3 separate regions of the Sus scrofa genome follow, and all the other regions are linked to region 3. A link is a contact called in public Hi-C data. All regions are on one chromosome and are shown on one strand. The core of a region is the stretch at or near the end of the contact, and the rest is flanking DNA. Distances in the headings are between cores, read along the strand shown.

Evidence for each region. Hi-C and Micro-C count contacts between places; a contact is called where the count stands out from the background.
Region 1: a Hi-C map of skeletal muscle shows a contact between it and region 3, with 4 times the contacts expected there. The contact joins two enhancer-like sites. A contact is called at or near these places in 9 of 47 Hi-C or Micro-C datasets (alveolar macrophages, brain, embryonic fibroblasts and 4 more) and 1 of 2 datasets of contacts at active chromatin or transcription factors (alveolar macrophages).
Region 2: a contact with region 3 is called in a Hi-C map of skeletal muscle, with 4 times the contacts expected there. The contact joins two enhancer-like sites. A contact is called at or near these places in 10 of 47 Hi-C or Micro-C datasets (embryonic fibroblasts, fetal heart ventricle, fetal skeletal muscle and 6 more).

What each region holds. Positions count from the first base shown.
Region 1 is chr16:46,678,015-46,681,931 of Sscrofa11.1, reverse strand. LOC102159645 (a long non-coding RNA gene) reads left to right here. Exons shown (of 5, transcript XR_002339503.1): 4 at 175-3,917. Among named protein-coding and RNA genes, the nearest start is that of PIK3R1, 250 kb to the right of the region's middle. Within about 2 kb of position 2,186, at least 7 of the 83 cell types and tissues checked have an H3K27ac peak or open chromatin away from gene starts, as enhancers often do. A contact at or near this core is called in alveolar macrophages and skeletal muscle, where this site is marked.
Region 2 is chr16:47,185,273-47,189,045 of Sscrofa11.1, reverse strand. All of the region lies in intron 1 of LOC102159961 (a long non-coding RNA gene), which reads left to right. Among named protein-coding and RNA genes, the nearest start is that of SLC30A5, 98 kb to the left of the region's middle. Within about 2 kb of position 2,230, at least 12 of the 83 cell types and tissues checked have an H3K27ac peak or open chromatin away from gene starts, as enhancers often do. A contact at or near this core is called in omental adipose tissue and skeletal muscle, where this site is marked.
Region 3 is chr16:45,620,496-45,624,713 of Sscrofa11.1, reverse strand. No RefSeq gene overlaps it. Among named protein-coding and RNA genes, the nearest start is that of CD180, 35 kb to the right of the region's middle. Within about 2 kb of position 2,318, at least 38 of the 83 cell types and tissues checked have an H3K27ac peak or open chromatin away from gene starts, as enhancers often do. A contact at or near this core is called in alveolar macrophages, omental adipose tissue and skeletal muscle, where this site is marked.

The DNA of each region.
Region 1 (3,917 bases), core at 937-3,436, 1.1 Mb before region 3:
TAATAACCTCCCTTGTCTGTTACCAGATTTGAGACCCATTCATTATCTTTGAGCTATTTTTCATCTCTTTGTGAATTCTACCTGCTGTCTTACACATTTTGTTGGTAATTAAATTTTTCTCCCACTCGCTTGACTTGGTATCACAGAGAACTAAAACTGCCTTTTTTCCTGAAGCCCTGCAGGCTGAAGCTGGACAACATATTGTAACTTCAAAGGATTTATCACCACAACAATGTGGACCACTCAGAAAATTCACTGGAACACCTGCATCTTCCATGCTCCATTCCAAGAAATAGCCATGGCTGTGACATGGCCACTACCACCCTCCCTGAAGATGCTTCAAAACTGAACATCTGGAAATCTTCCTGACTGGCTGCCCTCTGGATTCAGAAACTGCTCCAACCATTAATCTTTGTTTTTCTCTCCCTTTGCATATCTCTTTCCTTGCAACTTCTAATCTGAATTTCTCTCCAGAGCAATCAACCTAGTCTCCTTTTTTTCTTTTTTCTTTTTTTTAAAAATATGTGCGGAAGTTTCAACTGGGGGAAATCTGGAGAGACCCCCAGAGTTGATTTTAAAGTGAAAACATTTGAGCTAAAGAAGATAGAGAAAGAAATCTTATCTCAACTCCCCTTATCTGGCTCAAGCATAACTTTCAAGCTCTACAGCTGCTATTAACCTCCTCCCCACCTCCACCCGACTTTAGGCTTCTCCTATGAATTCTACTGCCTTGGAGGCAGACTGTCCATTGCCATTAGCATCAAAAAGTCCCACAGAAACTTCCTTGCCTTCCCAGTGAAGTCCTAACTACCACCTCCATCCCTTTGTTTAGTTTGGTATATAAAACTTTTTTATCCTGTCTATTGAGTGAGTTATCTATCACTGAGTAATTCTGTGTGAGGGCATAAGTAAACCTCTTCTCTTCTTTTGTTAACCTATCTATTGTCAGTTAATTTGCAAGTCACCAGCCACTGGACTCAAGTTAGAAGAGGAAGAGGTTGCCTGCCTATGCAATAATTTCCCCCCTGCTGACTGCAATGCATTGCTCCCTGATGAAAGCAGCATTCACTGCCATGACTACAGGATTATTTACTCCTGTACATATGTGTGCATATAGGCATGTGTGTATTTACAGAGTTAGCAGCTCAGCAGGTTGTGACTAAACATCCTTAGGAATTTCCTTGGTGAGTCAAAGCTTATTAAAGTAGAAACACTTCCCAGAAGATCAGAAATCTATCTTCAAACCAAGCTCATTCCCCTGCTTGTTGCATCATCAAGCCAGGCAGCTTAAAATAAATCATCTATTAAAAGTGAACCAATTACCAAACTCACCTTCCAACACTTCCAACACCAGTTTTGGGAAATGGACTGGAAGGACTCCTTCGATGGTAACTTGACCTTGCTTTCGCTGATGACATCGTCTTGGAATGTTGGTAAACTTCCTTTGGCATATGCTTCAGTGAGGAGATAGTTGTCTAAATTAATGACATGCCTTAATGAGAGACAGTTGGGAGCTTTGGTATCTGGTGAACGGTGTTCAATTCCCAACTCAACCATTTTGTAGCTTTGTAAACTTGAACAACCTTTTACATGCTTGAGACTGCCTCAGTTTGCTTATTTGTAAGGTGTAGGGAAGAACTCTTAACCTGAAAGATTTGGGGAAAAGATAAAATGAGATAGTTGTATATACAAGTGCTTAATTTTCTTCCTAGCTTCTTTAAAGTGCTCTCAAGATCACTTGGAACAGGATTAGCACTCTGCAGCAACAATGACCTAGCTCTTTCCTACATTACAGCTTATGCCCTAATCCATGTACTTAACTTTCTTCACTTATTGTCCTGCTTCTTTTATTGCTGGAAAAACACCATATATGCTTTCTGTGGACAGAAAACTATTCAGTTTGTCCTATGAATATCAAGTCAAAAATTATAAAAAGCAGAATAGTTTCTTTTTGGTTATTTTCTAAATGATAATAATAATAACAGCAACAGCAATAGTAAAGCTTTCTGTTTAATTTTGTGAAGATTTTCTATATTTCCTTTCAGTTTAAATCTGGTAGACATAAGATGATATGGAGTCTGGGAACCCTTCTTTGTCCTTTTCTTGTGTGTGTAAATCTCATCATAGCTGGCTCTACGCGCCATGACCTGAGCCACCCTCAGTCTGGACTGACCGCATTGGGCAATAAGCCGTCCAAGATCTTTCTGGTCAGGGCTTGGCAGCAGGCATGAAGGAAGATGCCAACATTGTTGCCAAGTGGATGGCTCATATTTTCCATCTTTGTCTTTGTGAATGGCAGTCATGTGCTCCTCGTGGTGCCCAATTGTGCAACAGACGTCGAGGCGCTGAGCCAGAACAAGGGCCTAGGATGAGGTTAGGCCCTCCTGATGGGCATGGGCCTGGGGTGGGCTCACAGCCGTGTGTTCAGCTTGGATAATCAGCTATGGCAGATTAGATAAAATCAGAAACGGAGGCTGAGAGTGTCCCTAGAAATGGCAAGAATGGGGGTTAGAGTGAGGAACTTGGGCTGGTCAGCAAGTTGATCGTACAGGTGTGACATGGTCCTTAGATCAGGCTCAAATAAGGAAATTTCAGGAGTTGGATAAGGCCAAGACTCAGATTGAAGGCAATAACCAAGATCATTCCAGATACTTCCTCAGGGGTGTGTGGTGCTGATGAGAGCTTCCATTTACCTAAGTGTGGCTTAGAATTTCTCTTGGCAGCTCCACTATGGAGTAATCTACCTATTTTGTCAGAGACCCAGGTCATGGTGGACACTGAAAAGAGGATTCTGATTCCATTAGAACAAAAGTTGAATATTCTTTGGGCTAGGACCACTGAATCTTTCTAGGTCAGTAGTCCTGTCTTCTGAGCCGAAATCTGAGGCAAAGTCTAGGATTTTCTCTGCCCACTCACAAGGCAGGGAGAAAGGTCCCAACCCTGGGAAATCTAACCAGACTCTTGATGAGAAAAATCAGCGCTTTAGGAAAAGTGTTTTTCAGTTTTCTTCCTGTATCCATGTGAGGGTGGTATCTATGGTGATTTTATAGAATAATCCCTGGGCTAGATCAACTGTCAAGGAAATACATCTACTGCACTGAACACTTACCCTGTCTATAAGCCTTTCTATCTACAACATCCCATAGAGGATAAAAATTTTTGTTACCGATAAGTAGATATCACCATCACAGGTTGTCAACAGTAGTACAAATCCTTTAAGGTCCCTTCATTAACTTTCAGTCCCAGACCTGTGCTTTTTTCTTCACCTTTGGTTGGTCTCTTAACCTGGCTAAGAAAAGCCCTAGGGATCTGAGAGAACATGAATGATGAGGAGTCATCCCATGAGATCTTCAGCCCTCTGTTGACATGGTCCATATCTCTAAGGGCTTCCTACACCTTCCACAACTCCCACAACTCTCCTTCTAAGAATCCTGTAAGGAAAAGATCCCTGGTCTAGGCAGCAGATGAGATTCTTCCTGGCTGTAGAGATGTGGGGTCAGGAAACTTCGAAGTCCTCTTTGTAGCGATGTTCACACACTGAGTCAAAATGAGGATCATCCGAGTGCAGGAATCAGGGCGCAGATGTCCTGGAGGAATGCCATATCTGGTCAGGAGTCCCATCAGTGACCTGACGCTCTTTGGCCCAGCCTCATCCGTCCAGGAGGAGTGGCAGCCTTCCCGAATGACCACACCCTAGTTCCCTAAGGCTGCCAGGCCACCTGGGTTTTCATGAGAAAACATATAGAACACACTGTATGTGCTAAGTACATAAATTAAAAGTCTACATGTGGTATTTTCTTTACTGGCAGATGAAGTCCTGGTCCTAGTTCTGGGGGGCTGGGGGAGGGGTGCGAATTGGCTTTATAGTACATTTCAAAACAGAACAAAAATAACTAAGACTAAACTAAATAAACAAA
Region 2 (3,773 bases), core at 981-3,480, 1.6 Mb before region 3:
AGCAGGATGGTTCATAGTTTGTCAGAAGAAACATGTTAAATGTCTTGCGGAAGGAAGATGTCACCGAAATGGCTTTCCATGTGCTTCTTAGAATCAAAAGTCTCACTTATGACATAGGTTGAGTTCATGAGGATTGGCGAAAGTAGGTTTTTATTAGAAATATTTTATTATATGGAAAGAAGGGATCGTTCTAAATCTAAATGCTATTTTTGCCTATCGTGTTACTCTCCCCAGAGTCCAACTAAGCATGAAAACTTCTTTCAAATGCTTAAGAATAATGTATATGTGTATATATGTAACCTAATCCTCGTAGAATCACCATGAGATGGATTTTGTTGACTCTGTTGTTCAGATGATGCTCAGAGAAGTATTTTGTCCAAGGTGCCACAGCAAAGAAGTCGTAGAATGTTCTTTCTACTACCCCAGGCCCCTCTCATGTTGCAGTGGCTCTGACCGTTCTGCTTCCACCATCTCTGCCTTTTACCAGCATGAACATGATCCCTAAGGCAAATTCACGCTGGCTGCCATGATCCTCCAAGGCTTACGAGTTTTTCTTTTCTTTTTTTCTTTTTTTAAAATTACCTAATGATTTTATTACATTTATAGGTGTACAATAATCATCACAACCCATTTTTACAGCATTTCCATCCCAAACCCTCAGTGCATCCCCCTACCCCCCAACCTGTCTCCTTTGGAAACCATAAGTTATTCAAAGTCTGTAAGTCAGTATCTGTTCTGCAAAGAAGTTCATTGTGTCCTTTTTTTAGATTCCACATTAAGTGAGAGCATTTGATGTTAGTGTCTCATTGTCTGACTGACTTCACTTAGCATGATAATTTCTAGGTCCATCCATGTTGCTGCAAATAAGGCTTATATGTTTTTAGACATTGTACCTTCCTCTTGCTCCTGCAGAAGAAAAGCAAGTTCTCAACTGCTTCATGACCTTTCCTTGCTGGGACTTCATCTCCACACCTGTCCAGGAGGGATAATTTCCAAGAACCATCTTGCTTGTCATCCCACCTCTTCCTCCTTGGTCAGACTGCCTCCTTATCAGGCACTGTGAGCCCAGCCTCCAAGGAAAGTACATAGGGAATCCAGGGTGCAGGAAGCTTTTGTTCCTTCTTCTTCTTCTTCTTTTTTTTTTTTTTTTTTTTGGCCACCCCTTGGCTTACGGAGTTCACTGGTCAGGGATGGAATCCGAGCTGCAGTTGTGACCTACATCACAGAGGCGGCAGTGTTGGATCCTGAACTCCCTGTGCCAGGCTGGGGATTGAACCTACATCCCTGCTGCTGCAGAGCCACCACTGATCCTACTGCACCACAGCAGGAACTCCTATTCCTTATTCTTAAACTCTTTTCTTGATTCTCTTATTGTTGCCGTACTAAGCTGGTCGCTAGTCATTCCTGGCCAGAGCCCTTAGTCTTTTGTTGCTTGGTCTCTCTCCCATCCCTGAATCTCATCTTTTCCAAGTGGTGGGTAGGTGACCCTGGGCAAATAACATCACTGGTTTGGGCCTCAGTCTTCTCATCTGCAAAAAAATGGGTTGATGATATCTATCTTGCATGGATTAGTGTGAAGATTAAGTTTGTTAATATCTTAAAAGAAAACACCTGGCAAAGCATAGACACTTGGTTCATTTTAGTTTCCATCTTTCTTAATTTTGGCTTTAGAAACAGTAATCTTTGCAACAGATAACCTAGTCTAGCCAATCAGACACCCACAACTCTTCACATTTCTGTCTCCTTGTGCCATTGTGTGTTCTCATCCTACATGGTCCTTGGCCTCAGATCCTCAGTGCTTTTGATGCTGTTGGGGTGTGCCCCCTCTTCCTGCCATACCCTTTCTTTCTTCCCTGTCTTCGAGGCTTACCTCTGTGCTATTCGTGTCCTTCTTGCTGCTATAGCCAGATGTTGACTGTACTAATACCTGCTTTGCATACCTCGGGGATTGTGAGGATCAAAGGGAATGATTTATGTGATGAAAGTGCTTTGAAAAGGAAGATGGATTGTGTTTGCGTGGGTGGTGATGATGATGCTGATGATCACCGCTGGACTATCTTCAGAAGACTAAAAATATCCCCCAGCCTGGACCTTCTCAGCGTATTCTTATCTCTCTTGGACTTCCTCCACACTGGCTGAGAAGCCTGACAGTCTAAGCAACTGAAGAACTTGCTGGTAGACAGCAGTGTTGTGGTGGGTGTGCGTGTGGAGAATGGCTGGGTAATGAATTGCCTTCTTTAGGGCCCCAATGGGAAATCGGGTACCCTGGAAAGCGTTAATTGACCTTACTTGAGTGCATGCTTTAGACCCAGCAAGCATTTCATTTGCCTAGGCAACCCATTGTGATGATGACATTAAATAATCATTATCATTACGTGGAAGTCCTGTCACCTTGGGGATTTAGAAAGTGTTTCTCCAGTCACATACACAAAAGCCACCAAAATGAGCAGAATGTTCATCTAGAAGAAAGTAGTTGTGAAGACAACATTTGTTTGTAATTGTCAGCATTTGGCAAAGGCAGGAAATGAAAGAATGAAATGAACCACAGCTTTGGATTCCTTCCAGTGTTTTTTCCAACCCCAAATCATCAGGACTGGGGAGGGAAGGCTTCCTGTCGCGGACCATGGGTTCTAGGGAGGAGGGTGAGCGCCTTCAGCTCCCTCACTGCCTCGGTCCAGGAAGTCATTTCAAAGGGAGCTGCCTCCAGGGAAAAGCAAGAACCCATTGGCCAATATTTATTTATAGTCTTATACCCTGTAAACTTGTCTACTTTTTTAAAATTAAGAGCAAAAAAGTATTTGGTTCTTGTTGGTTTGGACAACCTCCAGGCAGTTGTATCTGTTTTCTTTATTTCTGTGCTGGTTGCTCAACATCTTCGGTCTTGATGGAACTGGTTTCATTCCTAGGTCCTCCCTGATTATTAATGTTCTTATTATGTGTTAGTTCTTCTATGTTTGCAGTGTCCTTGACAATCTTTTTTTATTAACTGTTCCTTACAACAATCCAGTGAGGTGGATCAGCCTTCCTGAATATCTATCTAACAAGTTGTCCAACATTGTTGGCTTTTGTTCGGATTTATTACAACCTTTTTTTTTTTTTTTTTCTTCTGATAGCCGCCTTTCTGAAAGAAACGTATTTCATGCTGTTTCTCATGAGGCTACATGAGCCAGACACTCGTGTCATCTGCTTTCAGCTGGTGTTTGGTTTCTTCCTTCCCTGCCTGGCTTCTTCACCCTCCTCAAAATGATCGTTGCCTCTCCTGTTCATGCAAATGAGCAGCTTGGCTAATCTAAGGCAGGGTTGAGCAGAGCGTTTCCTTTTTGCTTTCCTGGTATTTAGGTATATCTTTAAGTGGTCACTGGCTATCACTTCTTCAGGACGTGATTTATGACCACAGAGTCACTGCTAATATTTTCAGGTTGTCGTTTGCTGTGGTTGTATATACCGTTAGCTTTGTGGCGAAAAGATGGACTGTCAGGCTATGAAGAGAGATGTTTTGGGGATGGCTAGGAATTGATGCTATACCAGGAAAGGACACCCATTCTGATCAACAAGAAATGCCCAAGTCTTCCCAAACCCACCATCAGCACCACTTCTACCACCACCAGATCTTCTGCTGCAGTAGCTGCCACCCTCAGTCTTGCACTCGCATCAAAAATATTTTATTATGCAGTTCCCAGTGTGGCTCAGCAGAAACAAACCCGACTAGGATCCATGAAGATGTGGGTTAGATTCCTGGCCTTGCTCAGTTGGTTAAGGATCTGGTGTTGCTG
Region 3 (4,218 bases), core at 1,069-3,568:
TATAAGAATACGCCACTCTTCAGGGGCAAGAAGAGTAACTAAAAAATCAACCAGAGATTAGGAAGAATTTCAAAGTGGGATTTAAAGGAAAAGGCAATCTGATTTAAATGATTTGAGTTGGAGGTTTCCTTTCATATCCGCCACATTTTCTGTCCTGTTGCCAGTCTGAGAGCCAGGCATCTTGGAACAGTACGCAAAGGCTTCCCAGCCACAAACAAAGGAATATTAAGGCCATTGATATTCTTCTCACAGAAGCAGGAACCATAGCCAGGTGCTAAAGGAATTGGTTGTTTATGAAGAAATAATCAAATATTCTTTCCTTTCTTCCTTCCTCATTCTGCTTCCTATCACATAACTACCAGCATCCCTTTCCCCAGGGGCCAGAATGCTACTTGGGAAACTAATAACAATGACATTTTTTCCTAAATCACTTCAGCTCCAAAGATTTGCACATCCATTAGGAGCTTAGGGTCAGTAGCAGATCTGACCAGATAATCATCAAAACAGGTAATTCCAGAGTTCCCGGTTGTGGTTCAGCAGGTTAAGGACCCAGTGTTGTCTCTATGAGGATGCAGGTTCAATCCCTGGCCTTGCTCAGTGGTTGGGGATCTGGTGTTGCCACAAGCTGTGGCATAGGTTGCAGATGTGGCTTAGATCCAGTGTTGCCATGGCTTTGGTATAGGCTGCAGCTGCAGTTCCAATTCAGCCCCTAGCCCTGGAACTTCCATATGCTATAGGTGGAACCATTAAAAAAAGAGAGAGAATCCAATCATCTGTCGATGGACATTTGGGTTGTTTCCATGTCCTGGCTATTGTGAATAGTGCTGTAATGAACATGCGGGTACATGTGTCTCTTTTAAGTGGAGTTTTGTCCGGATAGATGCCCAAGAGTGGGACTGCGGGGTCATATGGAAGTTCTATGTATAGATTTCTAAGGTATCTCCAAACTGTTCTCCATAGTGGCTGTACCAGTTTCCATTCCCACCAACAGTGCAGGAGGGTTCCCTTTTCTCCACAGCCCCTCCAGCTCTTGTTATTTGTGGATTTATTAATGATGGCCATTCTGACTGGTGTGAGATGGTATCTTGGACTTGGAGAAGAGACTTGTGGCTGCCTGATGGGAGGGGGAGGGAGTGGGAGGGATCGGGAGCTTGGGCTTATCAGACATAACTTAGAATAGATTTACAAGGAGATCCTGCTGAATAGCATTGAGAACTTTGTCTAGATACTCATGTTGCAACAGAACAAAGGGTAGGGGAAAAAATGTAATTGTAATGTATACATGTAAGGATAACCAGACCCCCTTGCTGTACAGTGGGAAAATTAAAAAAATTAAAAAAAAAAAAGAGAGAGACAAAAGAAAAAAACAAACAGGTAATTCATATACTCTTTTGAGGATTACATCATTAAATCCATTGGAAACATCATTCAGCCTTTAAAAGTCTTTAATTCTTTCAATTATGAAAAAGACTATTTTGTGGATTCACATGGTGAAAAATGAGAGGGAAGGAGTAAAAACATGAGAATGTTGGCCAGAGAATATCCACTTGTGAGTCTAACTTAGAGTACTGAGGCGGTAAAGGACCTTCCCTGGGCAGAGAGGTCCAAAGGGAAGGTGACCTCCTGATTTAAAGGTCATCAGATACACACACATACATACACACAGGCACACACATTAATACACATGTACTGGAACGAACATCCACTTCATAGGCATAAACATAGGGTTTAAGCCAAGCTTCTTCTATGGAAAGACATTTGTCTTACAGGGCTTCAGAACTGGGACTCAAAAGTTAAGGTGTCAAGTGGAAGACGAAACCGAGAAAAGACAATCTTTGCCTATTGGAGATTGTGATTAACAGCAGAAAAAAGGCTTAGCACTGGCAGATGATAAATGGGAGGGGAGTAAAACAGTGGAGAGAATTAGATACCTGGCTGTGAGAGGGAAGCGGCAACTTGGAGCAACCAAAGGAAGCTCTGAGTGGGCCACAGAAATCATCAAAGCCCAATGTATTATCCTCTGAGTGAGGAGTCCTGGAGGCCTGCCAAATTCAGACATGCAACTCTGCTGGCCTTTCCAGGTCTGAGCGACTCCTAACCAGACTAAGGACTATGACCGAGGAGTGAATTCCTTTTCCTTCCTGGTGACCCTGTATTACTTTCCAGTAAGTTCTCCTCTGGTACAATTGTTCCTTTATCTGCACAGGAAGGGAATTTGTGATTCCTTCTGGAAACAGGAGTGCTATGGATGCCGGGCTCACTCTCTTGGCTGCTGGCTCAGAGTCTGATCATACACAGACCTGGAAGGAAGCCCAATCATGTGTGGACTGTGATGCAACAGCCTGGCTCGCCACCAAGCTGGGTGGCGGCTTTAACTCTCTAGGACCCAGTAGCATTTTGGTGACCTTTAAGCAAAAATCACCATGACTCCAATAGTATAAAACAGAGGACAAATCAAGCCTAGTGCTGGTGTTTCTACATAAAGCTTTATTGGAACACAGCCATGCTCATTTATGTAAGTTCCCCTATTGCTGCTTTCACATAAAAAAAAGTCAGAGTCGAGTAGCTGGGACAGTAACCACTGGCCTGCAAAGCCTAAATTATTTATCATCTGGCCCTTTATGGAAAAAGTTGGCCAACCACTGGTTTAAATGAAGGATCATCAAACAAAGGCAGTGTGGTCTATCAGAAGGACCATGAGAAGGGGACTCCCAAGGTCTGGGTTCTAGCCCTGGTTCTGTTAGAAAACATTTGGCTCTCCAGCTCTGAGTGATCTTAAATGTCTCTTCTAGCTGCAAAAGATACAAAAACTCTGTGATTTAAGCATTTGGCAAAGTACAGGGTTTCAGATGCCAATTTTACTGCCCAATGTTTTCCATTTTCCAAAAAAATGTCATTTTTTTCTGTTTGTAATCCAAGGATTGTGATATTTAAAATCGTTAGATTGGAATCGATACCTTGTGCTTAAAAAAGAAACAAACACACATGCACACACCCACACACCCACACTCACACACATCAGAGCAAACCATCCAGCCCAATAGTATAAGCATAGTGTTTCACATCCAGGCTCCCTGCACTAACCTTCCATGGGAAAGACATACATCTTCTAGGGCCTCATCACTTGCTCAGTGAAAGCTGCTGTGTCTAGGGCCTCACCATCTGTAAAACTATGATCAAAACATCACTATTCGGTTACTACCTAAGACACAGCTGTAGAATTATGGAGAAGAGTTTTTACAAAACTGAGCAATTGTCTGAGTATGTCTCCTGACTGAGGAGTAAAAATGCCTGGTTCACAAAACATTTCACACTTTATAGCACATTTATATGGTGGATGCTATCCTATGCCCTTGTATCCTATACTATCTTTACTTAGTGGTTACTTTATGAGACTTGCAACCATTTTCCAAACATCTCTTGGTCTGAGAAGAACATAACTTAGAGAAGCTGGTTGTAAATGAAGGTTTCCGTCTTTGTCTAGGTTCTTCCCAAAAGTAGAGCCTGAGACAAGATCAATAATTTTGGGAAGTGATTCCAAGGAACAGAAGTAGAGGACTAGGAAGATTTAAACAGAGAAAGAGGGCAAGCCAATCCAAGGCCCCTTCATTGAACTAGTCACTGGGATGGGCAACTGCAGCTCCTTCCCCCCTGATGCTCTGAATTGCCTTGTAGAATGAGGCCCCAACATCTTTCTGAATAATATGGGGTGGAGGAGTACTTATCCCCCAACTCCCATTATTGCCCCAGTGTATGCATGGAGCAAGGTGGTTAACCTGGTCACTGCAAGCAGCAGCCTGGGTGTCAGAAAGCAAGAGGTATGCGGTGCAGTTAAGGCAAAGACCTGATGGGTCACAACTGCACAAAGCTGTCACAGCAATGGCTGGAGTCAAAAGGCGAAGAAGATATAAGGAAGGGAGCAGGAAGTGACCCATACAGCGTGTAATGCTTAAATTTTACTAGCCCATTCTCCAAATACACCATCAATTAGGTTAGCCTGATGACAGTGCTCCGTCACCCAACATCAGATGAGCCCCTGTCTCATGCTAGGACCCTGGAAGAAGGAGATGAAGACACTGCCCCTGTGTTCAAGGAGAATCCCATTTAATAGAAGGATACTATTCTGTAAATAAACCGTGTTAGTGAATTCAGATCAACACTACCAGTTAATATGTGAACCCAGATTCTCCCTACTCTGTTGGATGGGAAGCAAGGAAT